Linked DNA regions of Anas platyrhynchos: region 1 is linked to region 2. The links are chromatin contacts, called in public Hi-C maps. All regions are on one chromosome and are shown on one strand. The core of a region is the stretch at or near the end of the contact, and the rest is flanking DNA. Distances in the headings are between cores, read along the strand shown.

The links. Hi-C and Micro-C count contacts between places; a contact is called where the count stands out from the background.
Region 1: a Hi-C map of skeletal muscle shows a contact between it and region 2, with 6 times the contacts expected there. The contact joins two enhancer-like sites. A contact is called at or near these places in 5 of 8 Hi-C or Micro-C datasets (F1 follicle, liver, skeletal muscle and 1 more).

Annotation. Positions count from the first base shown.
Region 1 is chr2:152,962,885-152,965,927 of IASCAAS_PekinDuck_T2T, reverse strand. It overlaps PRKAG2 (protein kinase AMP-activated non-catalytic subunit gamma 2), which reads right to left. Exons shown (of 16, transcript XM_027450396.3): 6 at 278-387. Among named protein-coding and RNA genes, the nearest start is that of RHEB, 32 kb to the left of the region's middle. Within about 2 kb of position 1,692, at least 2 of the 8 cell types and tissues checked have an H3K27ac peak or open chromatin away from gene starts, as enhancers often do.
Region 2 is chr2:152,863,430-152,866,214 of IASCAAS_PekinDuck_T2T, reverse strand. All of the region lies in intron 3 of PRKAG2 (protein kinase AMP-activated non-catalytic subunit gamma 2), which reads right to left. Among named protein-coding and RNA genes, the nearest start is that of PRKAG2, 81 kb to the right of the region's middle. Within about 2 kb of position 1,279, at least 1 of the 8 cell types and tissues checked has an H3K27ac peak or open chromatin away from gene starts, as enhancers often do.

The DNA of each region.
Region 1 (3,043 bases), core at 443-2,942, 99 kb before region 2:
GCCAATATAAATTTGGATTTTTCTGAACCTTTTCCCAGTGAGTGACTCCGGCTCCAACAAGTTGCCTTCTCATTCTGTTCAACCAGGAAGCCTCCCCACAGCTCCTCCTCTAGCAGAGCACGAAGGATACAGTTGAAACAATATGGGGGCTTGTATTCAAAGCACAGCATTACGGGAGAGCTGCTCAGATTTCATTTAGCACTCAGGAAACACACGCCCATTAAAAAAAAAAAAAAGAGAACTGCAAGCAAAGGCAGACTGAAAGGAGAATACTCACTTGTAGCGTAGTGTCGAAAACAACAAGCTTAGAGCTTGTTGGAACAATGTCATAACACTTGTGTGACCTCATGAATCGCACATAAATGTCACTTTCCGATTCTTCAAGTGCTGTAAGTAAAAACATTATGTTGTTTTATTTAAATGACCTTAAAAAAAAAAAAAAAGAGTAAAAAGCATGCCAAATCAACTGAACACCATTGCAGGACATCCCTACAGCAAAACTCAAATCCATGCTTTCAGATCTAGACAGACAGTTCATCGTCCTGCACTTTGCATTTCACTTCTTTCCTTTCCAATTTAATAGCACACGGGCAAATGCATGGCTTCTCCTCGACAAGAAAGGACTTCAGTACTAAAGCGTTACGTTTCGGTTTTGTTTCCCTAACAGCAAGCTATTGACTATGCATACTTGGTACCTGAACTCCAATTACGTACAAAGCAAGTTGGAAATTTAAGTAGCATCAGGCTTAACTAAGCCTTAAGTTAATATTGCTCTGATAACAAGTTCCCCAATCGGCACCGCTCCATTCAAACTACGTTACACAAAACCTCACAAATCCCACAGTTCATTTATGAAAACAGGATCCATTGGGGCTGGACTCTTTTTTTTGCAAGTTTTCTTTTTTTGTTGTTGTTGTTGTTAAACATGATTTGTCTGTAACAAGGACACACGATCCAATCTATATTAAATTAATTTTGCATTTATCAAGCTTAGATGCACATGCGTACAGTCTTTAGATCTGCTTGGGTATGTTACTTTTTTTTTTTTTTAAAGCCCTTTGGCCCTATGTTCTTTACAGTAGGTACCTGCAGCTCAGTCAAGGTTAACCTCCCTATCAGACGTGCACCCTTGCAATCCTGTAACACTGTGCTGGAACTCGGTCATGCTGTGCTTTTGCAGAGCAAGGAAAAAAAAACAAAAAACAAACCTGAACTACCTACTAACCATTGAAGAACTTGGTGTTAGAAAGCTATAAACCTCAAAATCCTCGTTTGCTACATGTGCTCAAAATTAATCCTCTAGTGCCAGAGAAAATGTCACTTCCACAGGGTGGCTCAGCACAGTTTTAGTCCAATCCTACAGAAGCCAAGATGGAACTCCCCTGTAGCAGCTACTGTAACATACAGGCAGTCTCTCTGCGTGTCAAGTTAAGTCCTTCATTTCCAGCTCCCCCTACTCTTTAAAGAAGCCCTTTCCCCACCAAAACCCAAGCAGCAGTTCTAGAGGAATACAGAAGAGAGTTCAACTAGAAAGAAGCAGAAAAAAAAGTAAATCGTTCGTTGGATTTATGTTCCTATAAAGGTCAGGACCAGGAGTGAAAATAGCAGGAGCTAGGAGAAATTGATAAGAGATTAGGAAACAATGCGAGCAAACCGATAGGGGAAGAATGAGGCAGATTGACTCGGACAAGGCTGGTGCGAAGCAGCCTTTATAAGATGATACCAAAGGGGAACTGGTACTGACTCGGCAAGGGCAGGCATAAGGGAGGTCAAAAAAGGCAGTTGGGAACAGAGAACGCTTTATGTAACTCTGTAATATAGCAACAGCTTATCACCCCGCAGCTTCCTCAACAGCTTCCACAGCTACTGGCTGCACAAAGCGAATTCACTGACCCTGCAGCAGGGCGAGCTATGGCTGGCTTTCTTCTTAAAGAGCAAACTAGAAGGAGGAGGTGGAGGAGACAATGTTACTTTGCATACAATCAGCTTTTTTTTTTTTTAAATATATATCAAATAGCTGATGAACTGCAAAACCAGCAACTGTTTTTAGCTGAAAAGATGTCACCCTTCGCAGAGCACGTCATCGCTGGGTACCGTTCTGTCGGCCTACCACCAGTTATGCAAATGCAGCGAGGGCAGTAATTGCTGAGTGAGCTTGTTGCCAGCTTTAATCAGGCAAGGTCGGGAACGGCAGGCACAGCTCTGACCTCTGCATGGACCAGCGCGGTAAAGATGTGCCTAGAAACCCTCCTCTTGCTCAGCACACGCTCTGAACACAAACTTTTAACCAGACCTGAACAATCTTCACCCATTCGGGATGTGTGGGGTTGGCTAGGTGCTGCTACCTCACCCGAGTTTGTCTCCCAGTTCAGAAATCAGCATCAGGCGCATCCCCCAGGCACCACAAAGCAGCCGGTTCCTTCCCCGAGGATGGAAAGTTCAGATTGGAAACGCTCAGAAGCGCAAGACGGTGATCTGTGAGCCCTGTGTTTAACAGCTACAAAAATAGCGAGGGAACTCCAGCAGGATCTAAACAAGGATGCAATTGTCCAGCTGGAACTGAGGTTTGTTTCTGCAGATCCTGACACCACGGGCCAGCATAATGCCCTGCTGTAGCAGCCACAAACTACACATGCAAAACATACGCCCTGCTGCGCTACCTCGTATGCTCGACGTGGTGTCGTCAAGTGGCAACTGGAAAGGATATTCAGGACCTTCCAAGCCCTTCAGCTACCCACAAGTACTGAGGAGCTGCCTCCAGCTTGCTCTTTGTACGAGAACTGTGTGTGAGTTATTGGTGTGTGTGGCTGCTGAAAGGAGAAGAGGTCTCCAGCAGGCTCGGGACTCCTCAATTTACCCCACGGGCAGGAGGTACGTACATATCCTGTCTATTCTTTCACCCCAGATCAGCAGCGTACTCAGGTGTTGATACCAGAAGGGTGCACGACATGGACAAGTAACGCAGACCCTCTGCTCCTGCTGGAAGAAGGAATTGAGGTATCCAGGATTAGATTTGCATCTGGATCTCATGTGCAGAAGCCCA
Region 2 (2,785 bases), core at 30-2,529:
CGTTCCTGGTATTTGATTTTAACATATCTGCAGGGATAGCTCCCTAATTTCCACTCGGTAAAGTGATGCTCTCCTGATTTACTTGTACATGTATTATTTCTGAGGTGAGAGCTCACGCAAGACCATGGAAAAATATAGGCTGAGTTGTGTTTTCTTCCAGTGCAGGTCATCCTCCTGAGTTTACTTTGGATCACCTTAGTTTGCTTTACTTCTATACATGAGGTGCTGCCTTGGGCTTTGCTGTTCTGAAATTCCTGAACCAAAGGGGCTGCGCTGGGGGCCAAGAACAAATCCCAATGATAAGAATCCCACTGAGTTTCCATCAGGATGGGCCAAGGCATCTGGAGCATCTTCTGTCTTTTCAAAGGTGGGACACTGGGCATGAAGCCCCAGCCTGTAGTTTGCTGTTTCAAAGCTGTGCATCCAGCTAAGGACTTTTTGCAGGAAGGTATCTTTCACTTCAAGGCAGTTATTTAGGTCAGAGTCATGGGGTTGTGGCCAGCTGTTGAACTGGGGTAACCAAAAGGAAAAGACACAAAGATGAGCTTTTGGTTATTGCCAGAGAGAGAGAGAGAAAAAATATTAAAGATGAGCAAATGCTTTAAAATCCTAGCCTGACACTGGGAAACGTTTCAAACCTCATGTCTGCAGATCACTTTCTGCTTTAATATTGTCCTAACCATTAATATCCTTGCCGAACTGCGTATATTCGAGGGGCAAAATAACTTCACTGGGAAAAGAGCAGCTACATGGGAAAGAAAACACTGCAAATGTCACACATAGCCTTTGAAATGAAAACAAGCGAGGAAGAAGTTGCTTCCAAGACAAACAAGGGATACACAGAGTAACAGGTTAGTCTGTGTTTTGAACAAGGCGTGGGAGGAGGAAGCGGAGGAAAGATGGGGGATGTTATTTACAAGGAAGACGGCGTATACTTCCCTCACATACTGCTGCAGGATAATAGGGGAAGGAGTGTAGGGTGGGCTCAGTTCAAGTAAAGTGAGGGGAAAAAAAAAAAAGCAAGCTACAAACCCTGTGGGCTTTTACCTGCTGCTTTTGTCAGTCATGGATTGCCTGGGTAAGTGCAGATTTGCTATAAACCAGAAGGGAAGGCTCCAGTGACGAATTTCACAGAGCAGCTGAGGCTGGGACGGACATCTGGTGGTCTCTGGTCCAGCCCCTGCTCAAAGCAGGGCTGCAACTTCTGGTTGGGGTGCTCAGAGCCTCGTCCTGTCGCATTATTAAAATCTGCAAGGAAGCAATTTCACAGCCCTCTGGTCCCCTGCTCCAATGCCATGCCACCCCCAACAGGAACATTTGGCTTACGTCTACCTGAAGCTTCCCTTGGGGCCTCCTGGCCTTCCTTTGTGCATCCCTGAGATGCTTTGGCTCTGCCTTCTCCATAATCCCAAATAGGTAACTAATGACAGCTAAAAGGTCTTCTCCTCCTCCTTTTTCCCCATATACCATGTGCTCCAACCCTGACCAACCTTGTTTCATTTCAATAGCATTAACCCATTTCATTTCAATAGTACTAACCCAGCGCCAGCAGCTGATCACCTGTAACAGCAGGCAAGCACAGCAAGCCCACGTGATTTCAGCTCGCTGTCCTTTTCGGAAGAAATAAAGCAACCTAACCCTCCTTCCTTTTTAACATGGGTGTCCCAAGCTGCTTGAGAAAATGGGATTTTAATCACTTAGGATGAGGCAATTCTGAGCAGTGAAGCATTCAGGTAGCTTCAGAAATGAAGCCATGTGCTGTTTTGGCTCTTCTCAGAGCTCTGCAGCTTGGCACCTGCACAAAGGTCTGAAATATCTGGTCTGAGGGGTCTCTGAGAAGTCCGGTCACTCAGAAAATGCTCCTCGGCCTACACAGACTTTGTTTTGAGTGGGACATAGTCATTTAACTTAGTGCTTCATGGTACATAGGGTTATTCTTTCTTTGCCACACAGCAGAATGTAAAAGTTTTGCCTGTGAAAAACTACGTAACACAACAAAACTGTTGGTTTTCGTAAGTGTCCTGATGTCCTTGTTAAACACAATTCAGTTAAATATAGCACACCCTAAGAGCCTAATTTATTACCAACCCCTGTTTAGCACACTGAATAAAATCTCCGTTAACGTGGCAGAGTGAAGAGTGTGTATCTGCATAAGTGTCTCTTACAGAGAGCTTAATGATGCGAAAGCACCTGGTATGGATTGCTCTGCAGATTAAAAAAAAAAGAAGAAGAAGCTGCAGAATGAGACAAGTTATCAATTTTAATACAAATTTTAGTCAACACACCCTTTGCAAGAGGCCCTAAAAACAAAAGACCACAGACACCGAAGCCCAGCACAATTCCTGCAGTGCTCTCTGGAGTCACAGGATCATGGGGATCTTCTGTTAGCTCAGAAATAGCATGGCCCCGTTCCAAGCCCGCCCCTGCGACAGTGATGTGACCTTATCGAAAGGGTTTTGCTGACTACTGGAAGATTTCTTTATTTAAAATTCTGATGTACCTAGCTAGGATCAGACTTAAGCGCTGCTATTTGCTTGGATAACTTCGTCAAAACGTCACACAATGGCTTTGCTATGCAGTGTGTATTGATGCAGCAGCAAGCTCTTCTGGTTGCACTGAATCAGCTCCATACTGCCCGTGCAACATTAAAACCTATCTGGACCAGCAAAAAGAGCTCAGATGAACTGTAATTATTGTGAGGCTTGAGAAAAAGGGGAGCATAAACAGTGTGTTTAAACTTTAAGTTGAGAAGAGCAAATGCCCTTGAATAGAGTGATGCTTGCAG